Linked DNA regions of Triticum aestivum: regions 1 and 2 are each linked to region 3. A link is a contact called in public Hi-C data. All regions are on one chromosome and are shown on one strand. The core of a region is the stretch at or near the end of the contact, and the rest is flanking DNA. Distances in the headings are between cores, read along the strand shown. Region 1 holds the start of LOC123127961 (protein S-acyltransferase 10). Region 2 holds the start of LOC123130782. Region 3 holds the start of LOC543402 (dehydrin COR410-like).

The links. A called contact is a pair of places that touch in the nucleus more often than the background predicts.
Region 1: a Hi-C map of leaf shows a contact between it and region 3, with 7 times the contacts expected there. The contact joins the promoter of LOC123127961 here to the promoter of LOC543402 in region 3. A contact is called at or near these places in 2 of 5 Hi-C or Micro-C datasets (both in leaf).
Region 2: a contact with region 3 is called in a Hi-C map of leaf, with 3 times the contacts expected there. The contact joins the promoter of LOC123130782 here to the promoter of LOC543402 in region 3. A contact is called at or near these places in 2 of 5 Hi-C or Micro-C datasets (both in leaf).

The regions. Positions count from the first base shown.
Region 1 is chr6A:471,394,068-471,398,607 of IWGSC CS RefSeq v2.1, forward strand. It overlaps LOC123127961 (protein S-acyltransferase 10), which reads left to right and starts at 2,190. Exons shown (of 11, transcript XM_044547841.1): 1 at 2,190-2,460; 2 at 2,551-2,665; 3 at 3,289-3,363; 4 at 3,452-3,523; 5 at 3,627-3,761; 6 at 3,868-3,901. The coding sequence starts at 2,412.
Region 2 is chr6A:471,487,097-471,491,328 of IWGSC CS RefSeq v2.1, forward strand. LOC123130782 reads left to right here and starts at 2,136. Exons shown (of 1, transcript XM_044550593.1): 1 at 2,136-3,549. The coding sequence starts at 2,343. The coding sequence ends at 3,413.
Region 3 is chr6A:470,852,804-470,857,318 of IWGSC CS RefSeq v2.1, forward strand. It overlaps LOC543402 (dehydrin COR410-like), which reads right to left and starts at 3,201. Exons shown (of 2, transcript XM_044547840.1): 1 at 2,825-3,201; 2 at 1,907-2,713. The coding sequence starts at 3,088. The coding sequence ends at 2,171. It overlaps LOC123130781 (a long non-coding RNA gene), which reads left to right. Exons shown (of 2, transcript XR_006464009.1): 2 at 685-1,041.

The sequences.
Region 1 (4,540 bases), core at 940-3,439, 540 kb after region 3:
CCTTGATAGTTCGCCTTGATTAAAGCTTTTCCAGCAATGCCCAACCTTGGTTTTACCATTTTCCACCTAGCCTCTTTTCCCTTGGGTTCCCGGAGCCCGAGGGTCATCTTATTTTAGCCCCCTGGGCCAGTGCTCCTCTGAGTGTTGGTCCAAACTAGAGTCCTGTGCAGCGCCCCCTCGGGGAAACTCGAGGTTTGATTTTAGTTGTATGGAGAGCTCATCTGAGTGTGCCCTGAGAACGAGATATGTGCAGCTCCTATCGGGATTTGTCGGCACATTCGGGCGGTGTTGCTGGTCTTGTTTTAACCTGTCGAAGTGTCTTGAAGAACCGAGATACCGAGACTGATCGGAACGTCTCGGGAGGAGGTCAATTCCTTCGTTGACCGTGAGAGCTTGTCATGGGCTAAGTTGGGACTCCCCTGCAGGGATTTGAACTTTCAAAAGCCGTGCCCGCGGTTATGGGCAGATGGGGATTTGTTAATGTTCGGTTGTAGATAACTTGAACCTTAACTTATTTAAAATGAATCAACCGTGTGAGTTACCGTGATGGCCTCTTCTCGGCGGAGTCCGGGAAGTGGACACGGTGTTGGAGTAATGTTTTGCGCAGGTTGTCCTCTAGTTTCTCGCTCGCGCTTTGCATCCTCTTCTCGCTCTCTTTTGCGAAAAGGATAGCCACCATATATACTAGTCGCTTGCTGCAGCTCCACATATATTTTTACCCTGCCTTACCTATAAGCTTAAATAGTCTTGATCGCGAGGGTGCGAGATTGCTGAGTCCCTGTGGCTCACAGATTACTATTTACACCAGATGCAGGGCCTGATGATTCCGCTCCAGGTGACGCGCTTGAGCTCAAGTGGGAGTTCGACGAAGACTCTCAACGATACTATGTTTTTTTTCCTGATGATCAGTAGTGGTGCTCAGTTGGGGTGATCGGGACCGTGTCGCATGTTGGATTATCTTTTATTTTGGCGTCGTAGTCGGGCCATGAGTGTTTGGATGATGTAATGTTATTTATGTACTTGATTGACGTGGCGAGTGCAAGCCAACTATGTTATCTCTCCTTTTATTACATATATATTACATGGGATGTTGTGAAGATTGCCTAACTTGCGACATATGCCTTCTATGCGATTATGCCTCTAAGTCGTGCCTTGACACGTGGGAGATATAGTCGCATCGAGGGTGTTACACCGCGGCCCCTCTTCGGAGAAGATCCCTTTGGATTCAAGACCCCGCTAAGGGAAGATCCCCTCGTGGATTCAAGACCTCCTCACGGAGAAGACCGGCTACCTTTGTATCGTCCTTAGTTGTCCGTGGATCGTGTGATTTCTTATGTACTCGAGGATCTAGCACATGTGTGACTATTTCTTGTTGGATTAGTGTTTCTCTTGTGTTTCCCCCGTGTCTTCCATTGTTTCCCTCCTCGTGTTATTCGTGTTCATCGCGGGATCCGCTCCTTCCGTGAAAGATCGGCCAATTAGGGTTCCACCCTACATCACAGCCGCGGTGGGCTCGGCGGCTGCAAGCGGCGCAACAACGACGAGGCCAGCAACTCCTCCCTCCGTCCTCCCGTGTCGGAAAGGCGCAGGGAGCAGGCGCGCACCCGCGACGCAAAGTCCCGCAACGCCAGAGCGCGGGCGTGGGTGACTTTCCGTCGCCTCGGGTGGCTCTTTGATCCGTCCATCCAGCGCCTCAGGGGCGGCCGAGCGCGCCTGGTGGGGGGTGAAGGAGGCTGCCGCCACGGAGATGCAGTTGCGGCCTCGCGCCTGCCGGCGCTCTGGAAGGAGTACCAACTCGCCTCAACCCTTTCCGGCACGCTCATTTACCACACCCTCCACGACAACGAGTCCCCGCCTCGCGAGGACGACTCCGGTGACGACGGTGAGTCCGGCAAGGAGTAGATGCTAGTATGAAGTATCTAGTCTAGTAGTTTAAGTTTGAACTATCTATCGATGTGCTTTGTGCGGAACTATCTATCTATTGTATGATGAACTATGCTTGTATGATCTATAGAGCGAACTAGATGTTTCAAATCGAGTGCAAATTCGGTCATGTTTATCGGATCTATTCTATCGAGGAGGCAGACCTCCCCCAAAATTTATTTATAAGATACTGTAAACGAAATTTGCAAGACGCCCATATATCTAGAGATGCTCTGCATCTCACATGGATGGATCCAGTTCCCCAACTGGAGTAACACCTTCTCGTCCTATCCCCACTTCCAGCTGGCCCCCATCCACTTCAATAAGACAACATAGTCCTGTCTGTCACGTGGCCCCCACCACCCCAACGGACCCCGCTTCTTCCACCGGAAAACGTCGTCTCCGGAGCACCAGAGTCGCGACCGCCGGCAGCCCTCCTCACTCCCGCTTAACCATCCTCGCCGTCGGATGCGACCGCGGCGGCCCCAATGGCGTCCTCCTCCGCCGCCGAGCCAGGCCCCCGCCTCTCCGATCGGAGTACGCTCTCCGTTCGATCCCCCCTCCTCAGCTCGATTCGGTCCCGGGTGTTTGCGTCCTGATCTGGTGTTTGGGGTTTCTCTTGCGCAGCGAGGAGGTCGCCCCTGGGCCTGAGGGCCATGGTGCTCCTGATGCACGTGGTCTTCGTCGGCGCCGTCTTCCTGCTCGATTCGACCCTCGATAGGCGGATCCACGAGGAGCCGTGGTACAGTTCCCACCTTATTTCGCCCACCAGTTCAATTTTTGCTTGGTTCAATTCCAAATTTAAGACGCGCTGTCGATTTGTGCGGCGTCCGAAGCTTTGTTCCAGCTATAGGTATCACTCTAATGATTGTTTCCCCTGTTTTAAACCATATAATCTGATATGATTCTACCAGAAAAGGTAGCTTTTGGGGTGCTAGCGTGCTAGTTGTCCGCGTGCCACCAGCTATGAAGCATAAATCTCGTAATTTTACACAGTGATAATAACATGCTCTTCTCAGAAGTCAAAGCACTCTATTATAGTACTCCCTCCGTCCCGTAATATAAGAGTGTTTTTGACATTAGTTTAGTGTCAAAAACGCTCTTATATTATGGGACGGAGGGAGTATATCTGAGTGGTATTTGGTAGTTTCTTGTAGTGCCGTTTTTTGCTTGACTGTTTCAGCCAGAGTGTAGGCATCATGGTTCTCAGTCTTATTTACACTCTGGTCACTAGGAGTATGTTACGCCACGATTTCCCCCCCATATTGCACTATAAATCCCCGTCCATTCTGTTCTGACTTAGGATGTGTACAGTTATCTCTTTTTGGTTGTTGAGGATCTCCATTTGGTATCATTTTATTACAGGTATATCGGAGTGTATGGTGTGCTCGTTCTGATCGCCTTAGCGCAATACTTCTACACTGCTGGTTCATCTCCAGGGTATTGAATAGTCTTATTGAATTTATTATCATACACATTATCGATTGAATCTGATAAGTGCCTGATTTTGGGGCTCCTGTGCCGTCAGCTATGTTATTGATGCAATGCAAGCCAGTGGTGGGATGCATGCAACCTTCATCAATACCGCCACTCTTTCAAAGTAATGTCGTAATCACCATAGCATAGAAGTGTTGACAACCTATCTGAGGTATACACTGATACTTATACTTTCTTGTGTGTGTGTTTTTGATGATTAAGAAAAGACAATCCAGTTCAAAACATGGAAGCTTAAAGTCCACCACAAACCGGCCTGATCTAGAGAAACTTAGACCAATGTCTTCTTCATCGTCATGGTTGCATCAAATTGTGGATCTTTATCCTCCTGGGTCAAGCAACAGGTGAAGCTCGAGAAATTTATTTTTTAGGGTATATGCAGTAGTAAAATCCTTGTGTTTGCTCGCGGTCATAATATTAGTTTAACATTCTTCTATATTTTCTTTGTAGGGATTGGACTTGCCAATATTGCAAAATTATCCAGGTTTTGTTTTATCTTCTCAATTTATGGTGCTAAAGCTTTCATAATTATGACATGCAAATGTTCACTACGTCCATTGTATAAAATCATCGGATTGAACTTCACATCAAGTGTGGGTCGGTGACACGAAAAACAAGGCATTTTTGTGAGCCATGAGTTATGTCCACGTACCTTTGGTTGTATTTAACTAAACTCCTTACGTCACTGGTTAAGAATCGTTAAGTGGATCTATAAAATTCAGGCATTAGAATTACAGTTGATTGTTCCATGATATAGTTGAAGTAGTCTATTTGCAGCCTTTCCGTCATACTGTTGCTCTAAATGGTTTCATTGTATTGCCTATTGAAGACCCATTTAGGTGCCCTAAGGCTATGACGAGTATCTTAAAGCTCCCTGAGACCATCCTGAGGGTCTTCTACACCCTGATGCTATGTCGGGGTTCTAATTCCTAACTAATTAGCAAAGTGGTGGTTACACGACTTTGGATGCTACAGATTGAATTAGTACTGTCTCATACATTACTAAATAGTTGTTTTTCACATGTCTTTGTTTCACACTGATCTGTGTGATCCACTGATCCTACGTCCTACTCTTCAAACTTTTTCCATGTAAAGCTTTTGCTGATTGTCTAAGTTCACTTTT
Region 2 (4,232 bases), core at 886-3,385, 630 kb after region 3:
AAACATTCGAAATTTGGAGAAGAACCCGCCTTGCAATGCCGAAGACAATACTGCGTGTTGGACTTGACGTCATTGAAGCCTGGTTCGGCGGCTACTGAGGGAGTCCTGGATTAGGGGGTCTCCGGACAGCCGGACTATATCTTTTGGCCGGACTGTTGGACTATGAAGATACAAGATTGAAGACTTCATCCGTGTCCGTATGGGACTCTACTTGGCGTGGAAGGCAAGCTAGGCAATACGGATATGGATATCTCCTCCTTTGTAACCGACCTTGTGTAACCCTAGCCCCTCCGGTGTCTATATAAACCGGAGGGCTTTAGTCCGTAGGACAACATACAATCATACCATAGGCTAGCTTCTAGGGTTTAGCCTTTCCGATCTCGTGGTAGATCAACTCTTGTACTACTCATATTATCAAGAATAAATCAAGCAGGACATAGGGTTTTACCTCCATCAAGAGGGCCCGAACCTGGGTAAAACATCGTGTCCCCTGCCTCCTGTTACCATCCGCCTTAGACGCACAGTTCGGGACCCCCTGAGATCCGCCGGTTTTGACACCGACAATGTGTTTTTCACATTTTTGCGGCAGCGGCGGCGGGCGTTTGTCTCGGCGCTAGTGCAGGACGCCACCGACGAGGTCATCGTCATTCGAGGCAGGGGGATTGGCGCGGATCCGCAAGAGCCCCGACGAGCCACCGGGGAGGGTGTGGACCGTGACGAGCCGGGACGATCGTGGAGCTAGAGAAGCCTTCTCGGCCATCTGGAAGGGCGCATAGCTCGAGCTTCCACCCCTATCCATCCAAGACCGGTGAAGGGAGACACAGATGGCCAGTTCCTCGTTCGACTATGTCGTGAGCATGTCCCAATCCACGAGGTCAACTCCAAAGGAGGAGCTGCTGCCAGATTCAGTCATGGTCACGGTGGATGATGGGAGGGGGGAGGTTAAGTGAGGAGTGAGGCTAGGGTTTTGTTCGGAGTGAGGTTTTTATTGGGTCGGGTGTGCCAGTTTAGACTGATGCAACGTGGTGGTTGCATACGGCCTACCTCATATCCACCCTACATATGGAGTGGATATGAGGACTGCCAGATAAATGAGCTAACCACAGGGGGGTCGACTGGGTGACTTCTTTTTTGTCCATGTCGTGTCCGGCTTGGCATATGGAGGGAACAGATGAGTCTAGTTGAAGATGTTGTTACAACTACACAACTTTAATCTTTTAAATATACATTTCTGTACGTGTGTTTTCTTTTCGTACTTAAAAAGAACGTAAGATTGCAAATCAACATGTGATTGGATGGTCAGGAGGACAGTAGTATTCCCAGCCCACTAGAGTTCAAGTCCTAGACTTGATATTGATGCTCGCATTTTTCCGAATTTATTTCAAGCCTTCCGACGATGTACCTTCAGTAGAAGTTGACGTTCCCATGGAATACAAAAATGTCTGTGGCGACTTCGTCAATCTCAAGATGATGTGTCGGCTCAATCTCTCGAAGATGCTCATAGGATAGGGTGTGCGTGTGTACTTTTATATGGGTGACTATATGTGTATGTACGAGCGCCCGCATGCATCTTTGTTAAAAAAAACATAAGATTTTGTCATCCACCTCGTTCTTCGTCCAATATTCGACCCTCCCTCTCGTCTTTCATGACTTACCAAATAAAATTCTGCTTTCTTTGACAAGACAATAAGTTATTACCAAATAAAATCCTAAAGTGTTACTTTTTTTGCGGGGATCCTAAAGTGTTATTTAGATTCGTAAAAAGCACAACCTGATTTGATAAATAATTATTTAAGCAATCCCACTAATATAAAATGTAATCACGAGCTAACATATTATAAAATATTTACATCCATTGCAAGCACGGACAATTATCTTAGTAAAAACAAAAATTTGGCTTCTCGCGGAAAAATATTTTTTTTTGATTTCGAAAAGCTGTCGAGGGACCATGAGCACTCACTCCGCCCGGCCCGCCTGCCATGCAACTCTGCCAGCCGGGCCCCGACCTAGGAAAACCTCCAAATGTCGTGTGCGTGCGGTGCACAACCTAGGGCAGAGCAGAACCGGTCTGGTCCAGCTCCACGCCTAGTCGCCTCCACCGTCTGCACCTCCCCTGCTTTGCTTTATATAACGACCGGCCGTGCGATCGATCCCACCCCATCCACGGCTTCCATCCCATCCCCGAATCTCACTCCGCACTTCGAAAACAAAACGCCCCCATCTCCCCCTTCTCCTCCAGGCCAGGTGCTCCGCGCCGGCCGCCGCCGCGCGTAGGTCAGCCCGTCGCCCGATCCGCGGATTCCATTCCGGCTACGGCGCTGCTGCAAGGTCGCGGTCGCAGGATGGTGGTCGGTTTCCGCCGCACGATCTCGTTCCCCGCGCCCAAGTCCGCGCCGGCGGCGGGGTCGAACGGGAAGTCCGCGGCCGGCTACCGCGTCCGCTCGGCCAGCCTGCCCTGCCGGTTCCACCCGCTGGTGCTCCAGCTCGACGAAGACGTCGCGGCCCTGCGCGATCTGGCGGGGGGCCTGGCGTCGGCCGCGACGGCGCGCTCGATCACGGAGGCCGCGGAGCAGCTGGGGCGGGTCCTGGTGTCGCTCTCCGAGCTGCTCCACCACCCGCAGGCCCAGGAGCCGCTGCGGCGGCTCGGCCGGTCGCCGTTCGCGGAGCGGCTGCTCGACGACTTCCTCCGCCTGGCCGACGCGCACGGCAGCTTCCGCGACGTGCTGGTCGCGCTCACCGCGCTCCAGGCCGAGGCGCGCGCGGCGCTGCGGCGCGAGGACCCGGCGCGCCTGGCGTCCGCCGCGCGCGGGCTCCGTCGGTCCGGCCGCGACCTCCCGCGGATCGCCTCCTCCGCCCGCGCCGTGGCCGGCAAGGCGCCGCCTCCCGCGCCCGCGGGCCTCCCGTCGGACGCGGCCGCTCTCGCCGCCGCCATCGTCGACGCGGCGGCGGCCGTCGCGTCCGCCTCGGCCGCGGTCTTCTCCGGCGTGTCCGCCCTGTCCATTGCCGCCGCCACGGCCCGCGTCGACGTCGTCAGCGCGCCGTGCTGGATGCCCTCGCCCGCAAGGTTCGCCTCCTCGTCGGCCGCGCCGAGAACCGGCCACCACATCGTCACCACCAAGCCCTCGTCCATGCGCATATGGTGGGTCGCCGACCTGATGCGCTGGATGTCGCGCGCGAAGCGCCGGTCGGCGAGCAAGCAGCACGCCGACGACGGCTGCTCCGCCAAGCAGCCCCAGCCCGACGCGGCCCTGGTCGACCTAGACCCGGAGGAGGAGGACAGGAAGGCGGCGTTTGAGCGCATGGACAACCTCGGGCGGTGCGTCGCGGACGTGGAGAGCAGCGGCGAGAACGTCTTCCGGGCCCTGGTCAACACGAGAGTCTCCCTGCTCAACATTCTCAGCCCAAGCTTCTGAAGAATAGTGATCCCCAGACGTTGGAACCATCAACAATCTCGACTTATGTGATGAAATTTGTATATAGTTTAGCAGTACCACCAATAGAACATCAATTGCAGCCGAAGTAAAAGAGATTTCCGTTTTGTGTTGCCAACTCTGCATATTTGAAGAACATCTTCAGAAATTACCGTTTCGCAACGCAGGGCGCGCAGCCTGAGCCGCCGGGAGTTCAAGACTAGACAGACACGCGCGCGCTTTGGCTGGGACGAGTGGCGAACGATGATGGGTTCATTCCCGATCGTTTTTTTTTAAACAAGGCAAAAGACTTGCCATGGCTCAAAGTGGTTCATTCCCGATCGTTGGTTGGGAGACGGGTGGGGTCACGTGGATGGAATCATGCGAGATCGGGATGGCGATCTTGGACGTGCTTTCTCCAGCACGATTCGATCCTAGGGCGCTCGGCGCTGGCGCCAATCACGCCGATCGAGTGATCTGCCTGCCGTCGTGGGCTATGGCAGCCCGTTCTGGGCGTTTTCCTTTCCCGCTTTCTCTATGCCAGGCTCCAGGTTTCAAGTCCAATGCTGTCGCTGGGCAGTGAGGCAGGCCGCCAGGGTGCATGGCTGGCAACAGCAGCAGCCACCGCCGGAGATGGCATCCCAAAATAAGACCACGTGCGACGCGAAGTCGTTGAGATTTGGGGACGCCTCCGTAGCTTCTATATTACGCGACTCTGAAAGTGGTGATCCGTGATCGGCGACGACGAAAGCGATTAGTGTATTGCCAGTAGGTGTGTGTGTGTGGGGAAGTGGTGGTAGTTTTGAGTGTTCGAGGAATCTG
Region 3 (4,515 bases), core at 1,951-4,450:
CTTGATTACTATATAATTTGCATTAGTATTATAGTGTAATTTCCCCAGTTTTTTTACTGTAATTTGGATCATTTATTACACTTTATTTCCTGCCTTGATTACACTGTAATTCGTGCCTTGATTTTCAGTGGAATGCCCCTCCGGGTTACTCTATAATTCTGAGTATTTACACTGTATTTTGTTCAGACTTTTCACTGTAATTCTTGTCTTGTTTACTATGTAATTGCATCAACATTACAGTGTAATTTCCATAGTTTTTTTACTGTAATTTGCATCAGTTATTGCACTGTAATTCTTGCCTTGATTACACTGTAATTCCTGCCTTGATTACACTGTAATTCATGCCTTGATTTACAGTGGAAAGCCCCTCTGGGTTACTATATAATTCTGAGTATTTTTACAGTGTTAGTTTGCTTAGTTTTTTGTGTTTTACCGCCTCACTATACACTGTAAGTTGGACCAGTATTACTGTGTAAGCGGGATCAGTATTACAGTGTAATTACTGTCTTGTTTACACTGTATTTTTTATCAGTATTACAGTGTTGTGTAATTTTGTTTCCTGCCTTGATTTTACGGTGTAGTTTGCATAAGTTTTACCATGTAATTTCCCTAGTTTTATTTTTTGTGTAATTCCTGCCTTGATTTTATTATTTTGGATCAGTATTAATAGTTACTTCTCTGTAGTTTTCAGCTTCATTATCTATGGGGAGGCTACGGAAAGTCTCTCACAAGGATGTTCCGGAAGCATCTTCTATTGAGAGTGTGGATCCTTTGCAAGACCCCTTCGTGCCTAATGACTTTGCGGAAGATGGTTCTAATTGCTGTAGGGCTTACACTGTAATATGATTGAGCACTGTAATTGTTTTAGGGCTTATACTGTAATTTATCAGAGTCTTACTCTGTAATTGTTGTAGGGCTTATAGTATTTGTTAGATACATTACAATGGATTTTACCTCTGAATTGTGGGGCTTACACTGTAATATACTGCAGATTTACACTGTAATTTGAATACTTCAGCACTGTAATTGTTTTAGGGCTTACAGAGTATTTTTCAGATAGATCACAGTGGATTTTTACGTCTAATTTTATGGTGCATTTATGAGCGTTGATACCTGGGAATAACAGTGTAATTCCGGGGGATTTACAGTGCAATTAGTGGGCACTTTGACTGTAATTCGTGGGTGTTTACAGTGTAACTTCATCAGTTATTCAAATGTAAATCCTTGGGAACTTGCAGTGTCATTTCGTTTGTATTTACGGTGTAAATCCACTGTATGCTTTTTCAGAGTTTGCACTTTAATTTTCAGCTATCAGGATTTGTAGTGTAATTTCTATTGTTTTGCTATTGTAATTTTTGGCATTAGACTGCAATTTTTTTGTTATTCCAGAGTTTTATAATTGCTAGCAATCAAACATTCCACAGTTTCCTGTTGTCTTTGGAATTTCTTTGTAACTAGTTTCTCTGATGTTTCTAGGTGAAGCGGGGTGAAGGGGATGAAGAATTTGTGAAGCTAGTGAAGGGGGTCAAGAATTGGAGTAGGATTACGAGTGTTCCTGGCCTGTAGATTGTCCGGTGATCTCCGCCAATTTTTGGCTGTTGTTCCTTGACCGGGTCGTGGTCCAGCTTTACTTGATTCGGGTTTATTTCCTAACCCGTTTTATTTGAAATATAGCGAGAGACAGTGCCTGTGGGGGTTGGTTTTGGACATACAAGTGGCATCTGTTTATTAGACAGGATATTTGAATGTTTTCCAATTATAAAATAGTCAAGTGCTAAATAGACAGTCCCAAGAAAAAACACCATCTTTCGAGCAACAATTAACATGCACAACACAACAATATATTTCCGGCAAAAGAAAAAACCGCAACAATATACGCTATATATCTTCACAACATGCAGCAATATGTACTGGGCGGAAATCTTTAATATCAAGGCATAATGCCCAGCAATAAACCAATACACAAGTGCCCATAAGTAAACAAGCTTAACAATATCCAGGACCTTCAAAGACTGAAACAGAAGCACCCGTCACTCAACGGGCTTCACGGACCGGACCTTCAAAGACGATCAACCCCTCCCACCTTGACACCAACTTAGACGTAAAGCAAACACAACACACGCCAACAATTCAATCGAGGTCCGGTCACGGGTCTCGGGCACGGCGGCGATCAAGCGCTGGGCTTGTGCTCGCCTGTAGCGGCGGCGGCCTTGTCCTCCTCCCCTGTCTTGTGGTAACCAGGCAGCTTGTCCATGATCTTGCCCAGCAGGCCCTTCTTCTCCTTCGCGTCAGGGCTGCTCACCTCCTCGGCGGCCGGCGCCGGCGCGTGCACCGGTGCTGGAGCAGCGTGCGTGACGGGCGCCGGAGCAGCGTGCGTGACGGGCACCGCAGCAGCGTCCTCCGGCTTCTTGTGGCCGCCGGGCAGCTTCTCCTTGATCTTTTCCAAGAAGCCTTTCTTCTCCTCCTCGGGCACTGCCGGTGTCGCCTCTGTCTTCACGTCACCGTCGATCTTCTCGACGACGACGTCGGTGTCATGGTGGGTCTGCACGGACGCGGGGGCCGCCGGTGCGGGTAGGCCCGTCACGTGCTCACCCTCGGTGTCCTTGTGGCCGGGCAGCTTCTCCTGGAGCTTCTCCTTGAGACCCTTCTTCTTCTTCCTCTTGATCACCTCGCCGTTGTCGTCGATCACCTCCTCCTCTTCCTCGTCACTAGACTGTACAGACGATCACTCACGAGGTCAGAAATCGCAACAACCGTGCCATATCCTAATAATCTCCTAAATAATACAGCAAAACGCTACTAATTAAATCATGTTTGCACTTACCGAGCTGGAGCTGGAGCTGGATCGGTGCAGCTTGGAGAAGAGGGTCTCCTTCTTCTCGCCATCCACGTGCTCCTCCTTCTTGACCTCGGGCTCTTCCACGGAGACCTTCTCCATGCCGGTGACCAGCTCCTCCTCCTTCTTCTCCTTGTCCTCCTCCGCCTTCTTCTTGCCGAGGAGGTTGCCGAGGAGGCCCCTGTCCGTCACCTCCACCTGCTCGGCGGCCTCACCTCCCTGGTACGACTGGGTGCTCCTCTCATCCTCCATGATCGAGATCGGTCGGTGCAGCGAAAAGTCTTCCGGGAGCTAAAGGAAACAACAGATCAAGTATTGGTTCTTGGCTTGTGGCTTTGTGACTGATGAAGGTGTCCTGGCCAAGAGGCTTCCTTATATAGCCGCTGTCAAGGAGGTCGATCCGGAGCCGCTGCCGAGAGGTGTACATCTGTGCCCTGTAGCGCTGTACGTGAGGACAATACAAGCAGGAAAGAAGGACGGTTCAACGTCGTGAGTGACAGCGTGTCGGCCGGAAATAATGGCGTGACGGGGCAGCGCGTGAGCCAGTGGAGCCCCGACGCATGTCGTGGGGCGGTCAGTCCGACGTGGCGGACGCGCCATCGACGGCATCGGGAGAGGTCGGCGGGCGCCATGTGGAGTGGTGGGTAGTTACGCTCACCGAGGCGTGGCCCGGTGCGAATGGTCGGTGGGGTGCCTCCCTCCGTGGCCTCTCCTCCGCATCCGCTGCCGACGGGACGCTTGTCCACGCCCGTCGCTCTCCGGCAATACTTTAGGTTGAGATAATTCGACCGATTGATTAAGTGATCGATCGATTTTTGAAACAGTGGCGTGAGCCATTTTGTCCACAAATGTTTGGCCGGGGTTTATTTTAGCGGTTGTGTGGCATTAACATTGATTCTTTTTTTTTTTTGAGGATGAGGAAGCATTAACATCGATTCTTCCGGATGCTCAATCACCGGTAGCGGACGAAGATAAGAGTTCGTGGTGGATTTCGTTACTAAATCAAGGGGTGCACGTCGGGGGAGTGATAGCACATGACTAGGACGACGAGAGGGCTCTAGAAAGAGAGCCCGATGTTGACATGTGGGGTCGAAACGACTATCCGCTCACCGGCCCGTCGTGCCGAACCTAGCAAAGCGGGTGGGGTTTCCTTGCTCGAGTGGAGTCCGGCGGGGTGAGCGGACTGATTAAACTGCCACCCCGATGTCCAGGGCTTCTAATCAGATCGATCGGGCTGGCCGTTCTTTTGTTTCTGCTTTCTCGCTTTGATGAGCGCTTTCGTGGGCAAATGCCGGTGGCGTGTCGGCCTTTTGGTTTCTTTTTCACCGTCCATTCCTGGGAAGAAAACTCACCGGCCAAGCCCGGGCACCGACCGTACGAGACTAGCTGGAGTCATTATTGGCTACTTTCGGTGCACGGGATGCCGTGACAGCCAGCGGTGGAAAGTTTGGCGCCGTGGGATCGCGATGCAAAACGCCTCCTTCCTGGTCCTGGCAAATCCGTGATCAGTGTATAACCAGCTCGCCGGACGTACTATCGGCCCTCGTCGTCGGGACGCGAACGGATCGGCGGATAAACTAGTCAGCAGCATCGGATCCTGCCTGGGCGGGCAGTGGCAAGGGCTCCGTCCTCTGCACATGGGTCGTACGACGCGGCAGACATGACTCATGGATCGATTC